Linked DNA regions of Mus musculus: region 1 is linked to region 2. Evidence: chromatin contacts called from public HiChIP or PLAC-seq data. All regions are on one chromosome and are shown on one strand. Each heading gives the region's core, a stretch centred on a gene start, on an enhancer-like site or on the middle of the called end of the contact. The rest is flanking DNA. Distances are from core to core; before and after follow the strand shown. Region 1 overlaps Sgk1 (serum/glucocorticoid regulated kinase 1). Region 2 has its middle 38 kb from the start of Gm5420.

Region 1 (3,774 bases), core at 1,086-3,585, 280 kb before region 2:
ACCTGAGTGTGGGCAGACATCTGTTTGTTTGCACTGTTACCAGTTTTTGTTCTAGATATTTCCACGTTATATTGTGTGCAAATGTTTTATGTCCTTAGTAGATAGTCCTTTTTGATATGAAATGTCCTCATTTGACTCTTCCAACTTTTTGGTCTTGTATCTTTTTTCTCGTCTGGCATTTCCACTGTTAAACTCCCTTCCCTGTGTTACAAACTGTGCCTGGACAATCTCTAGTTCTTCCCTGTAACCTCCTGGTCCTTTTGAATATGTGGCCATGCAGCCTTTCTCCATTTTGATATTTTATTTTGTGATCATTGGGCTCTCCTACCCACCTGCTGTTTCTTACGAACTTCTACTGACCTCTAATCCCATGGGCTTCCTTGCTTTAGGACAACTAGAATAGTAATGAGGTTTTCTGTCATATAAGGTAGGAGGGAGCAGCAATCCTTCCCACTCAGGCTACTGTCATGATCCAATCATATGTTTTCTTCAACTGCAGACTTCTCCCTCCCCACACCCACATTCTTTTCTCCCCCTCTGGCGAGGATGCCATAGACATGGAAGGTGACTTGGGAGACATCAAGTGAAGCAGATGTCTGTGAATGTGTTTACTGGCATGCTTTCATTGAGAAAACACTTGGATGCACGCCTTTACTGTCTGGTTGGGAAAGTCAAGGCAGGTGTCTCTCTGTCAGTTCAAGGCCAGCCTGTTCTATATAGTGAGTTCCAGGACAGCCAGGGCTACACAGAGAGACCCTGTCTCAAAGCCTGTACATGCACACACGCACACACATGCACACACACGTACACAGGCACGCAGGCACACATGGCATCATGGCTAACAATACACTTGAGTCTCCATGCTGTGGCCAGAGTATATTACTTAGTACCAGCTTCCCCAGTACCGTGTTATCATCTTTCCCTGCCTCATGCCCAGGAAGAGCTGTTTAATGGATAAACAGTTCCCTTTAGATCGCGATTCCTGTATTCACAGTATCGACATTCTTGGGTGATTTAGTGGTAATATGAATGTTCTAGTTTCTTCCATGGGAAAATACAGGTAATGGCCACCAACTAAACTGTGGGGAGACTTGGTACAAAGTGCAGTACGACTCTTAGCCACTGGTCATTAAAGGCAGCCATTGGCCATTAAAGGCAGACATTGGTCATCAAAGGCAGTGTTTAGAATGTATTCCTTTTTTTTTAAGGTGTGTGTGTGTGGGGGGGATCATTACTCATAAAGGAATTTAAAACTATTTTTGCTTTCTTATTTTATTTAAAACATCTCCACCTCTTTTTCCACTTTAAAAAAAAATTACATCAAAGGGAGTTTATTTTCATTCGTAGGTCATTAAATGCCCACTGTAGGATCTGAGACTTTAAAGGGCTTAGCTTAGACCTCTCGTATGACGTTTGCAAGGCTGTCATTAGACTAAGTTGATCTATTGACCTAGGCTAGATCAGGCATAAGGGAAACAGATCCCTATAAAGTATACACAGATAAACTGACATTTGCAAAAGATTAAAAAAAAATCCTATCCCAGCTGGGTGTTGTGACACAGGCGCAGGCCTTTACGGGCACCCAGCGGGCAGAGGCAGGCGGGGATCTGTGAGTTCCAGGCCAGCTCTGGAAAGCGGTTCAAAGGCAAGGCTGCACTGCTTTAATTTTTACAGGTGAGTGCTGATCAGGTAAACGAAGGATTCCCTTAGGCCAGGCCACACAGGAGATGGCAGGGGAATGACTTGATGACTTGCCTAGCAAGCACCACCTTCTCCACTGCCACCCTCAAAGGTTTTGCCTGCCTGCAGCACAGCTTCACTTTAAAAGGAACAGAGTTGGTCAGGCAAGATGGCTCATCAGGTGCGACCTGTGTTTGATCCCTAGAACCTCGTGGTGGAAGGAAAGAAATAAACACTGGGTTGTCCTCTCATCTCCACACATGCTTGGTGGACTGTGTGCACATACAGACATATACACATGTCACATACAAGGAGTGCATAAGAAAGATAACAAAAAAAAATGTAAAGGACAGAGTTGTGTTTTCAAGGAACTATTTCACTCTTACTTTATCGTTAAAGGGGTGCACACTATGACTCTGTGTTTTAATTTTTAAAGATATCTTCTTGATTGGTGTGACCTTAAGGAAAACCCAGCGAGGCCCGAGAAGCAGCTAACATACAGTGAATTTGAGAGTGAAGTGCCTGCATTCCCAGTAGAGTGGAGAAATGGAGTACAATGTTGGCATAAGTCCCTGCCAGTCTTTAGTTCTATCTCTAGCTCCATCAGTCACGTGGTAGATGGCAGGCTCTGACTCAAATACTTAGAGGCCTTTGCTCTGTAGGATTAGCAGAGCCCTCTCTTCACAAGGCAATGAATTGCTAAACCGCTTCCAACTCTAGGAGCCTGCAAACCCTAGCCAGTGGACTGGCTGAGATTTTTGTAAATGGAAGTCTGTCAGAACACAGCCAGGCCTGTTATTTCTTGTGTCATCCAATGACAGCTTTCTCTACAGACAGAAATGCCTCAGTAGGCCACAGACTGTGTCAGTAAAGCCAAAAACATTCAACGTCAGAAAAAAATAAGCCTTTTGTGGCCAGCCCAGAGCTGAGTCGGAGTCTGATTCCTGTGATTAGCCAGTTCGTAAGCCAACGAAGACCAGCGCTCTTACAATGAGCACCCTCTGCATGGAACCTTACAGATTGTGGGAGGCTCGGCTATGCTTCATCTTTTGATCATTTCTCATAAGTGACCAGGATGAGTTTTTCATGAAGACATTGCATGATGTCCTGGGTCCATGTTTTCAATCTTTAAACATCTAGAACAAGAGTCCTTTGTCTCTGGGAAATGCTTATCATCTTCAAAAGAGGATGATGCTGAAGTAACCCTCTGGTGGTGTACTGGCTTGAAACAGCACACTGGAAGACCTACAATTGTTGCACCTTACAGAAATGGTGGTTTTTAAAGACTGTTTTTCCTGGCCCTGACCTACCTTTGCCTCTCAAGGGCTGGGACTAAACACATGTACTACTTACTGCCCTAGGGCTCTTTATCACTGTATTGACAGTAAAATACAGCCTAATTGTGGGGCTGTGTTTGCACTTTAATCCCAGCACTGTGAGTTCGAGGCCAGCCTGATTGATAGCCTGAGTCCCAGGACAGCCAGGGCTACACAAAGAGAAACCCCTGTCTCAAAAACAAATAAACAAAAGAGATAATGAAAGAAATATATAGATTATACGTAATGCCTTATATAAAAATAAATATAAACCTAATTAAATTACAAATTCAAAATATAGCTTTACCTTAATCCTCAGTCTTTAAATAAAACCCCTTAATTTTTTAAATTTTAGAAGCTGTGTGATAAATTCGTTATCTTATCTTCCTGAAAATAACAAAAATAAAAATAAGGAAAAAGAAGAGAAGAGAAAAGAAAAGAAAGGAAAGGAAAGGAAAGGAAAGGAAAGGAAAGGAAAGGAAAGGAAAGGAAAGGAAAGGAAAGGAAAGAAAAGGAAAAGAAAAGGACTCTCTTCCCAAATTCTTTTAGAGTTACAGGAGAACGCTGTAAGTGGGTCAAATTGTGTTGAACTAAATATTATCGGTAGCAGCAAGTCTATCGGTGATGAGTACAATCCACTGTGTGCATCATTACAAGTTGATCATGGGGCTAAGAGCACTGACTGCTCTTCCAGAGGTCCTGAGTTCAAATCCCAGCAATCACATGGTGGCTCACAACCATCCATAATGAGATTTGATGCCCTCTTCTGATGTGTCTG
Region 2 (3,670 bases), core at 537-3,036:
GCAAAGCCCGGTGAACAGTTTCTCTCATGGAAGAGAGCCTCCTTATATTCATGTCTCCTCTAATGGTACTGAAACTCCAAACAACAAAAACCAAAGGATTATGAAACAATGTTAACACGAACCTGGTCATCTTCATTTTCCCTCTCTGCTTCCTGTTTCCCTGATTCCCCTACGGAATTTCTCACATTATGTCTCTAGGATCTGATGTCAAAGCATGAAGTACAGAGTAAGATATTCCCTTGGCATTTTGCTTTCAAATATCTGATTGTGGATCTTGGGTTTTGTGTGTATGTGTGTGTGTGTGTGTGTGGGGGTGTTTAACACAGAGCAGAGCTCTTGCAATCCACGGGATTACAGCTAACACTTTTGACAGAGGGAAGGAGGACAAATTAGGGGACTCAAGACACGGATGGTGTAAATGAATTCTGGACCTTGTCTTGCAATAAAGGCAAAACCTTAGGGAAGGGTGATAGCCAGACCTCAGGTCTGCATACCTGAGAACTGAGGGACTGGGCCTTCCTTTGTTTCCTCCCAGGAATGGTGAATAAATACCTACCCTGTGCAGAAGAGAAGGCCTAAGACTTCTTAGCTCAGATTGGGATGGAGCAACTGAGTTTGGGAAGGACACAGTGTTGCCAGCCTAGAGATCTGCATCGTCCACTTCCCCTTACCAGAAAGCGATACATCTCTGCCAAGCTCTCCCATGTACGTGAGAAGGATCTTAAAGGGAGCCACTTGGATGGCATCACCTGGTTGGTACGGACCAACCAGAAGTAGTTGCATGACTGTTGAGCCCCCTAGAGGGCTTTGGCTGTATCTGATTGCTGAACGCACTGTGTTGAGAATGTGGATAGATTAGCATCAGCGCTGGGGACCATGATGAAAGTCCAGCAGGACTTCTTCATCGTCTTTAGTGGTGACACTGAAAAGCCAGCAGGATTCAAGGGGTGCAGCTATCCGAAGATGACTTACAGACCAAGATGCCACTGCTGCTCTCCAAGTCCGAGCTGGGGAAATTACACACAAAACTCAGGGCAACGAGGCTGGGAAAGAACATATAAATCAATTGCTAGATAAGTAAAGCTGTCTCTTCTCCACAAAGAATGCTACGGGCGCTTGGGCCACTGTCTGCCCGAAGGAACATCTCAAAGAGTTGCCTCCTCTTTATCATAACGGCGAGGACAGGGAGGGCCTGGGAACCCCACAGACCTTCAGCGGTGCACAGGCTTCTTGCATTCCAAGTCTCAACTCACTTGGAAAACTGCCATGTGTTTGAGGATACTGAGCGTCAGTGCTTCCTAATACATCTCCAACGATATCTCATGGTTTGCTTGATTTTATTGAACTCGTCTTGAAAATGAACGCTGCAGATGGGCGCGCGTGCTCTTTGTTCCTGTAGTTCTTCCTGTTATCTGAGAAGTGGAGAACGGGAGTTATATGGTTCAGCCTTTTTGTTCGTGATAGTGGTTTTATTCTGTGCACAGGGAACAAGATTTGGCTCACAATAAAGCGAGCCCGCGAGAGAGAACACTTTAAGACAGTCTCGCATTGTGCTCGGCAGTGGAGAGTACAAATAAAGACGCCAACAGAAGCCATTCAAACTCCTGTTCAAGTAGTTTCTAAATTATTGGTCTCTCTGCGAGAACATTTTCCTCTGATATAAACAGTGCCCATGAATAGGATGAGTGTTTGAACAGAACAAAAGTACCAGGTTTCTTCCTGTTACCCAAACAGCAATCAACACCAATGGTACAGCACCCTACACAGCAGCTCACATCTCACAATGGGCTCATGGAAAAGGGCTGAGACGTTCAGTTCTCTGCTAACATGAATGTCCAGTTCCAGCTGGGGAGACACCAACAGCCAAAATGAACAGTTGCAAAAAAAAAAAAAAAGCCATTGAAGGGACAGGGAGAGGCTTCATACCCTCCAAAGCCACCGCTGAATGCATCTGGATACATCTGGATGTAAGGATGAATCATGCCATTGTCTTAGGAACTGAGTGCACAGCCTCTCTTATCCTTCTTGCTTCTGCAAGCTGTTCCCAAAGATGTTGATTTATTTTATCAGGACTGCTTGTAGCTATACATGCCTGTGTTGAAGTGTGAACACACACACACACACACACACACACACACACACACCCCACACACACCCCAAAAGGAAGGCTATAAACAAAAACATAAAATGCTAAGTGGTTCTGAAACACTAAAAAGCAGAGATGATTAGTCTAATGTTTATAATGTGAGAAGGGTCAAACCTAGCTTTAAAACTCTAATACACCCGAGGCTTGAACACAGAAGGCTTTGTGAGTGAGATGCACCTCGGGTGTGTCTGGCTCCCGATTCTCTCTCGGTGACTTTTGCTTCTTTTGACTACAATTCTCGAGAGGAAATCTATTTTCTGTTGAGATCTAGTACTTGATTCAAATGGGCAAAACCCGAAAGATTCACAAAATAACTACTGAATAGTGTGTTCCCTCCCTTCCTGATCAGGATGTCAGTATTTGGGCAGTTATATTTTCCTTCACAGAAGGAACACTACAGGGACATGGTTGGTGAGGCTCAAGCCACAGGCATTTTAAAGTGACATACGTCAAATATCCAAGTGCCCCACCCCACCCCCAGCCTTGGCTATCCTGCCTATCAGAATCCAAATTCCTCTTTAGCTGACAATTTTATTTCTGGGCTTTTCTAGGATAGAGATTACCCCACTGTAGAAACGACTTTCAGCTTTCTTATGAGCCATTTTTTTTTCAATCTGTCTACTTCTACTTTCTATTTTAAGTGACAAGGCTTCTATTCTGTCAGCACATCCTGGTGTTAGGATATGCCTTACCACACAAGGCAGACAGGAACACTAACCTAGGCTTTGCCATATAAATCTAAAGGGTATTTTTCTTACAGTTTAAAATCATCTTAACATTTTAGGGATCGCTTTGGCCTGTGTTACCAAGAACGTTCCTTCACTTGACGGTTACCCTTGCTTGTCCTCTCAAGTAAAAAAAATTGGAAAAAAGGCAGATGGGAGAGGATTGTCATTGGTGACAGTTCTGTGTCTTGTCTAGTGGTCGTCAAGATTGGTCAAGCGGCTGACGAGGTTACTCAGTAGATTAAAACACTGGTTGTGAAAACCTGAAAATCCAAGTTCAAATTCGCAGCATCCATCTGAGAATGGATCTGTAACCTGAATGCCGGGGTATGCAAAGTCAGGATGCCGGCCTGGCTCCAGCATCAGTGAGGAGCTTGTAACAAGGGAGCAAGGCAGGGAGTGGCACAGCAGATGGACTGGCATTTTCAACCAGCCTCTGGGTTACCACATGGGAATGTGTGCCCCACACAGATACACACATTTGTTTGTTTGTTTATTATGTTAAGAACGGTCAAAACACTGTCTGCCAATCCTGTGTAGGTTGGTTATATTGCATGCACATCATCATTTTATGGTTTCCTCTGTTCTTCATACCCTGTCCTATTATAAAAATGCCAGTGGCTAATGAAAGATGACTCCCATGTCACCCTCATACAGAGACCAACCAAGGCCCATCAGCCATCACCTAAGAGTCTTCATTTGCTGGCTCGTTTACACTGTGCCTGGAAATCTGTGACGTGGTCATCATTAGTCTATGCTTGTTCGTTTCTCAATGGAAAGACGGAGTCTGTTTCAAAGA

Evidence for each region. HiChIP or PLAC-seq counts read pairs in DNA pulled down with a chosen protein or histone mark.
Region 1: an H3K27ac HiChIP or PLAC-seq map of oligodendrocyte precursor cells shows a contact between it and region 2, with 4 times the contacts expected there. The contact joins two enhancer-like sites. A contact is called at or near these places in 1 of 115 datasets of contacts at active chromatin or transcription factors (oligodendrocyte precursor cells) and 2 of 9 other capture datasets (adipose tissue and liver).

What each region holds. Positions count from the first base shown.
Region 1 is chr10:21,929,747-21,933,520 of GRCm38.p6, reverse strand. All of the region lies in intron 2 of Sgk1 (serum/glucocorticoid regulated kinase 1), which reads right to left. Among named protein-coding and RNA genes, the nearest start is that of Gm46215, 49 kb to the right of the region's middle. Within about 2 kb of position 2,335, at least 28 of the 459 cell types and tissues checked have an H3K27ac peak or open chromatin away from gene starts, as enhancers often do. A contact at or near this core is called in oligodendrocyte precursor cells, where this site is marked.
Region 2 is chr10:21,650,732-21,654,401 of GRCm38.p6, reverse strand. No RefSeq gene overlaps it. Among named protein-coding and RNA genes, the nearest start is that of Gm5420, 38 kb to the left of the region's middle. Within about 2 kb of position 1,786, at least 33 of the 459 cell types and tissues checked have an H3K27ac peak or open chromatin away from gene starts, as enhancers often do. A contact at or near this core is called in oligodendrocyte precursor cells, where this site is marked.